Regions from separate parts of the Mus musculus genome. Here region 2 is linked to region 1. A link is a contact called in public Hi-C data. All regions are on one chromosome and are shown on one strand. Each heading gives the region's core, a stretch centred on a gene start, on an enhancer-like site or on the middle of the called end of the contact. The rest is flanking DNA. Distances are from core to core; before and after follow the strand shown. Region 1 overlaps Ccdc141 (coiled-coil domain containing 141). Region 2 overlaps Zfp385b (zinc finger protein 385B).

Region 1 (3,535 bases), core at 595-3,094:
TCGTGAACATTCACATTCCATTACCCTTCGGCTTATCCATCTATTACGGATATTAATTGAACTTGTACTGAGAATTTCCTCAATCAAAGAAAGGTGTAACTTTCAGAATTCCAAAAAGGAAGGGAAAAAAGGCACTTGAATCTGAAAGCCATCTCCAGCCCTTCCTTGGCTCTGTCCAAAGCTGAAGACCTTTTGTTCTGGTGCTTAAGGTAGACGCATAATGCCCCGGGGACATAGAGAATCAAGACCCAGTAAGCAGTTTACGGCTCCTGAGATGTGTTGTGCTGGGACTCTGGGCTCCTCGGTCCATGGTAGAACTCTTGAAAGCTCCTAGCAAGCCTAGCTTACAATGCTTGAACTCTCAGCTCCAGCTTTTAGAGCTTCCCTGTCTCTTGGCTTCTCAGACTTTTCTTAGCTACCCTAGGATTCTGCCATTGGTGTTGCTATGCAGGCCTTAGCTCCAGACATCAGGCTCTCAGCTCCCGGGCACCCTCTGACACTCACTCTTCAGTTCTGCTACTTCTTTGCCACTGCTGTTGCCTCTGCCACCAGTGTCGGAAGCCCCAGGGGTCTTACCTGACCATTATACAATTCAGTTCAGCCTGCTCTACCCACGATACAGACCACAAGTAAACTAAGATATCATTCAGGAGAGGAACTTCTTGGGTCCTACTGTTAAAACACAGAGGGATATCATGAAGGAGAGGGACTCCTCAGACAAACAACCTGCTTGCACAGGTAGAGAGGGGACATGGCATGCTGGTGCTTACGTTTTGAATCTCTCTCTCAGTGACAGCCTGGATATGTGAACTTCCCTACTGTCTCAATCACAAGCTCTTTAAAAGCACCACTGACAAGCCTCCTGTAGGTCCAGCCTCTCAAGGTTTGGGTTGAGGCTGAGCCCTACTCTTCCTCCCAATGGGGCTATGACCCACGGGTTGAGATCCCTGGTCTAGAGCAAGGCCCCCAGAAGCTGAAGCCTATGGCCTCAGCCACAGTCCTGATCGCTGTACTCCTTGTACCCAAGTCTAGCTTCTTTAAGGCATCCATGAAGTGCTCAAAGCCAAGATCCCACTATGACAGTTTAGCCAGTAGCCAGTAAGAGGGATTATTAAGCTAACAGCCCCCATTCAAGGTAATGGGATACAAAGAAGAATCTGACAGCTGTCAATCAAAAGCTCAAACTGGCCAGGTTCCCAGCAGCTTAGCTTATTTGTGGGGAAAGTAAACACTAAAAGGTGCTTACAATAAAGACCTGTCATAGCATTAGCATTCTTAATAATATTTAACAGTGCTTAACTCCTAGTTAATTGCCCTTAGGGAGAGCTGGTCTTTCTGATCCCTTTTAATACATTACCTGCATGTCTATTCCAACGGTGTATAAACAAAATTATTATTGCCGGCCATATAAAAGTACAGCATATATAATTATGTGCAGCACATAATGCTTCCTAATTAACTGTGTTACTGGTTCATATATTTGCTATCACTATTTTTATTGTTGGAGGATTCTTCTACACATAGGAGAAATGTACTTTAAGGGAGGAGACCTGCTTGAGCTGGCAGCAGCTTCATACACGGTGTTTACATTTCTCTACGGCATCAAGGAACAATGTCTGGCGACTGCCTACGTCTGTGTTAAGTGCACACTGTGATGCTCACACAACACCAGCCAAATCGTGCAACGGCCCGGTTCTCAGAGTGCATCGTCATCACTGAGTGATACATGACTAAGAGCCACAGAAAGAAATCCCTGCAAAACTTCCCGAGAACAAGGGAGGAATGAAGCAGAATTAAAATGTTTGTGCTCTCACTTGCAGCACAAGGGACATCTTCCCCATTGTGTTAACATGCTTGCCAGGAACCCCACTGACTGCACTGAGCTGCAATTTGCCAGTCCTGCTTCGTGACAACACACTGCAGAAAAACGAGGAGCAAGGGATTTCTCCCCCTGAGTTCTCTCTCATGCTTCTAAATTCTAAACAGAGAATGCCTTCAGACAAGGCTTAGGCATTTTAAATGAAGATGTTTCTAAATCCTATTCTAATAAGGAGGAAAGAAAAAAAAAAAAACCAGTGTGCCTATCCACAGGGAGGGGGCTGTTTTGAGTGAGGGTCTTCTGTGGAAACCAGGAGAAATGGGGTTTTTCTTGCTGATGCAGGTGAGTGGGGTGCGGGGGAGGCACTCACTTTAAAATTCTACAGGGCAGGCAGACAGTGTAGATTTGGAACCTCTAGGGCAGAGGTTCTCAACCTGTGGGGTGCAACCCCCTTGGGGGGTCACCAAACAGATAACTTGCATATAATTTACATTATGATTCATAACAGCAAAATTACAGTTTTATGGTTGGGGGTCACCACCACATGAAGAACTGTGTTAAGGGGCCACAGCCTTAGGAAGTGTGAGAAGCTCCGGCCTGGCAGGAGTCTCTAAATCCAAGGCAGAGCCACACTTGGGGCGGGCACTCAGTGTCTGAATATGGAGGTGAAGCAAGTTTAGATTTGCCTTATTAAAGATTGCAGATGACGCATGTTGTTTCTGGAAATTCTGTGTGATTTTATTGTGAAATTCTTGTAAGAAGTCACAATCTTAGAGGAGTGCTTTCCTGCCTAGTCTGGCACCTCGAAAGTGTTGCTAACACGAGTCTGTTCTCAGGCAGAGAACCAATGCCAGCTAAGAATCTGAAAACTACAGTTGCCTACAGTTGCAATAAATATGCTAATAAATGGACACAAAAAAATACACACAACTTAGACACACATAACAGTGTATGTGATTTTCATGTCATTATCTGTATTAACTTATAATTACAGCTCTTTTTTTTTTTTTTTGGTTTTTCGAGACAGGGTTAGCCCTATATAGCCCTGGCTGTCCTGGAACTCACTTTGTAAACCAGGTTGGCCTCAAACTCAGAAATCCACTTGCCTCTGCCTCCCAAGTGCTGGTATTAAAGGCATCCTCCACTACCGCCCGGCTATAATTGCAGCTCTTAAGGGAGCTGGAACTAAATGCCATATCTTTGGAAATTGTTTTTAAATAATTATTTTCAACATTATGGTCCTAGAAATAACTTTCATTTACCTTGACTTGGATATCCAATTCCAGATATTTATTTAAAATCTTCTCTGATTCAGAAGGGCTGGAAGCAACATCCAATGTGGTAGCAAGAATGGGCCTGATTTCCTGAATTGACATTTCCACCTTAGGGAATAGAGAATATATTGTAGTCTTAAAAATATATACTTATATAAAGGAGTGTACATATAAGGAAATATTGTTCCATACATCACCATTGTATTTTAAATGTATATCATTTTTGTATAAAATAGCTTTAAATTTTGAAGAATTTCATATTTTGATAATGCTGATCTTCATATGATGCCATACTGATAAGCTATAAATATAGTCTTTCACTGACAGCAATGACTACAAGCTATCATCCCTGCATACCCATGAAGAGCTTTTCTATATTGCCCACAGAGGATGATAATATACTTGCTAACATGTTAGCAGAGATGAATTCATCTGTATGTTG
Region 2 (3,294 bases), core at 84-2,583, 530 kb after region 1:
GCCATGGGCCACTTGATGATGGATATCCAGAGAATGTGTCCCTAGACAATGTCATTGTGGGTGAACATTATAGTGTGTATATATATATATATATATATATATATATATATACCCAAGTGGCTTAGGTTAAAAAAAAATTCAACTTAGCCTCTTGACTAACAAGACTTGAGGTAAAAGGATATATGAGACTTCTGCTGGCAAAATACAACACATTGGCTTGTAGTATATGAGCCTGGGTTCCGAACTAGAACACTAAGAATATCAGTGGCATAGTGTAGTAAATTATACTTATAAAGAATTATGTGTCATACCTAATTGCAGATGCTATTTTCAAAATGACTGGTATGCAGAACTGTTCCCTACATCAGCATCAGCACCAACAGAGGAGGAATGCATTCTGTTCTCACCATTGTCTTCCGAGACCACTGTCATTCATGTGGCTGATGATGACAATGTTGACATGTGGCATGTGGCTATAAATGAGACAGGCTAAAGTCACTGATTTCCCAGGACTGCTAGATCTTCCATAGCATCCTAAGCCATAATTTTAAACAGTAATCCTGGCTATAAGTTGTAGCTCATTATGCAAGCCAATATTTGCTTACCAAAAGCCTGCTTGCTTTTTTTTTCTCTTATAATGCAAAATATACTGGGGTAAAGAAAATTCAGCCCAGTTCTGAGCACTTATGCAAATTACAAAGGACTCGAGGGCTCATGGTGAGGAATAAAATCTGATCTCAAGACATGCAACCATTAATAAGAATGTCATGTAGCATCCCAGTCCCAGAAGTAGCCCAGGGTCACCTCCATCAGACAACCGTCACCCTGGCACCTTCAGCCTGGCTTAGACTGCTGCTGTAAACAAGCCCTTGGAATTACTTGGATTTATTCTTAAAGGTAACACAGACAAAATCCAGCTTTGTGCAGCACATACTTGTCTGTGGCATTTAATGACATAGGAAAATCCCTAAGAAAGCTGCCTGGAATAGCTCTGAGAGGTACCACAGTTAAAAATAAACCTTATTTTCTAAGTTTAGGCCTCGGGTAGCTTGGGTAGGCATCCTCCCAGGAAGGGCTGAAGAAATTATTTTAGTTCTAACTATGTATTTTTGAAGCTAGGGAGAGTTATTTTGGTTCCCATTCTGTACATGCAGAATGGTGGTATTTTAAGCTGCATGTGTAAGATTAGGAGTTTTTAATCACAACTAGTTGGGTAATCTTCCCTTGCCCTCACTTGCCCAACTGCCACACCGGAGTATGGTCTGGCAGCATTCCCTGTAACTGGGATTGTCAGGGAGCAAGAGGCAGAGACGACTGGCCTGCGCTCAGGAGGGGCAGCAGCTGCGGCAAGCACGGGAGTGGCTGGCAGCGAGCCTGGTGCAGAGAAGGACATGCCCACCCAGCTGGTGCCTGTGAAAGCCAATTTCTGCTCCATGGTCATGATCATGACTTTCACGGGAGCGGTTGGAGGGCATCTACGTGACGAAGTTCCGAACAGTTGGATTTATTTTCAATTATTCTATACAAAACATAGTACCAACCATAGAATATACTCAGCACCAAAACTCAAACGCCAGTGACTTGGCACTAAGCATGATGATATACTCACAGCTTCACTTGAGTCTTCCACCCCGATCAGCACTGCACTCTTGGGTCCCACAGTTAAGAACAACCAGATTCTCTTTTCCTGTGAATTTAGCTCTCAAAATTGCCCAGAGATTTAAAATTATATGAATGACTAAAAGGAAATTTTAGTAGACATTTACCTGCGTGTTCTAGAAAGCCTGAAATCTAAGGGGTAAGTCTCTGACAAATTCTGAGTCATGTTGGGAGACAAAGTCCATTTCTCACTAGCAGGGACCAAAGAGCTTGACTTTCCCTTCCCCAGCATTTCTTGAATCCAAGGCTTGACTTAGCTTAACCCAAGCTTTATCACCAACGTTTCTTTTCTTCCCTTTTCCTCCCTTTCTCTCTCTTTCCATTTCTTTTCTTCCCACTAAGAGAGTGTCTCTTGCTAGGTAGCTTAGGCTGAACTTGAACTCACTCTACAGACCAGGCTGGCACCTAACTCCCAAGCTTTCTGTCTCTGACTACTAAATGCTAACACTGTAAGCATGGATGACTATGCCAGCCTCCCCCTAAACCATGGATGAGTAACATCAAGAGACAGGAACAGAGAGCAAATCCCCATGGAACAGAAACAGCAGAAAAGCTGTAGGCTGGGGTTTGGCAGTGTAGATCAGCTATGGGTAGTGATTACTGAAATCAACCGTCCTGCTTTTAGCAGACAGGTTCATGGTATGACCTGATGCTGTATTTCTTACCTCTTGTTTCTTTTTGTTTTGTCCGATGTCCACCTCCCTGATCATTCATACAATACATACACACACACACACACACACACACACGCACATGCACACGCACACGCACACACATACCACTGCTGAAAACAGATGGACTTTGGCTCCCAATTAAACTCTGATTACTAAATAAACTGTAGCCACATAATTTACTTCACAAAGAGGCATTAGACCTTAACGATTCTATTAAACAAATACCTTATATTTCCTTCTAAATTGGACTTACATAAAAAACGACTTTAAAAACAAAATAGCAGTCAGATAATCATTTTTATGCTGTCATGAAAGTCATGTCTCTAGATGGCCAGTGCATTACCAAGAATATTTGTTTTTATTCTTTCCTCCTTACTCTCTCTATGTCTCATGAGATGGGATCACACTATGTAGCCCATGCTGGCTTCGAACTCACTGAGACCTGCGTGCCTATGTCTTCCGAATATTGACTACATCTCACATGTAAGAACCTTATTTTCCTTTGGAGCTGAGCTGGTCATCCCAGTACAGCTGGCTTTATTGTTTCTTCAGAGACTCACCAGTTGTGTGGCTCAACTCTAGCTTTGATGCCCAAACCAAAATCTTTTTTTTTTCCTTTGAGACAGGGTCTGCAACTCACTATGTAGACCATACAGTTTTTGAACTTACAGAGAAGTGCCCCGCTTGGTTTCGGAGAGTTACCAAGGCCTACCCTACCTGGCCAACACTCTTATCAGCAGGGTCTCATCACTGGCTCCTCAGCTTGGTTCTCCCAGAGACATCTATTGGAATGTTAGTTGCTATGGAAATTCAAGGTATGGGACTTACGTGGATATACATGACGACTAGGAAAACAAGAATCATATTAGGAGATTGAGCAGAATCTGAAGCATTAGGAGAAAGATAAATGTTTACCCAAGAAGCACGACTATAGGCTTGAACCTAGTCAGGGAAAGTGATG

What was found. A called contact is a pair of places that touch in the nucleus more often than the background predicts.
Region 2: a Hi-C map of cortical neurons shows a contact between it and region 1, with 2.6 times the contacts expected there. The contact joins two enhancer-like sites.

What each region holds. Positions count from the first base shown.
Region 1 is chr2:77,054,812-77,058,346 of GRCm38.p6, forward strand. It overlaps Ccdc141 (coiled-coil domain containing 141), which reads right to left. Exons shown (of 24, transcript NM_001025576.3): 10 at 3,082-3,201. Among named protein-coding and RNA genes, the nearest start is that of Gm39862, 14 kb to the right of the region's middle. Within about 2 kb of position 1,845, at least 16 of the 459 cell types and tissues checked have an H3K27ac peak or open chromatin away from gene starts, as enhancers often do. A contact at or near this core is called in cortical neurons, where this site is marked.
Region 2 is chr2:77,588,363-77,591,656 of GRCm38.p6, forward strand. All of the region lies in intron 3 of Zfp385b (zinc finger protein 385B), which reads right to left. Among named protein-coding and RNA genes, the nearest start is that of Gm13944, 130 kb to the left of the region's middle. Within about 2 kb of position 1,334, at least 29 of the 459 cell types and tissues checked have an H3K27ac peak or open chromatin away from gene starts, as enhancers often do. A contact at or near this core is called in cortical neurons, where this site is marked.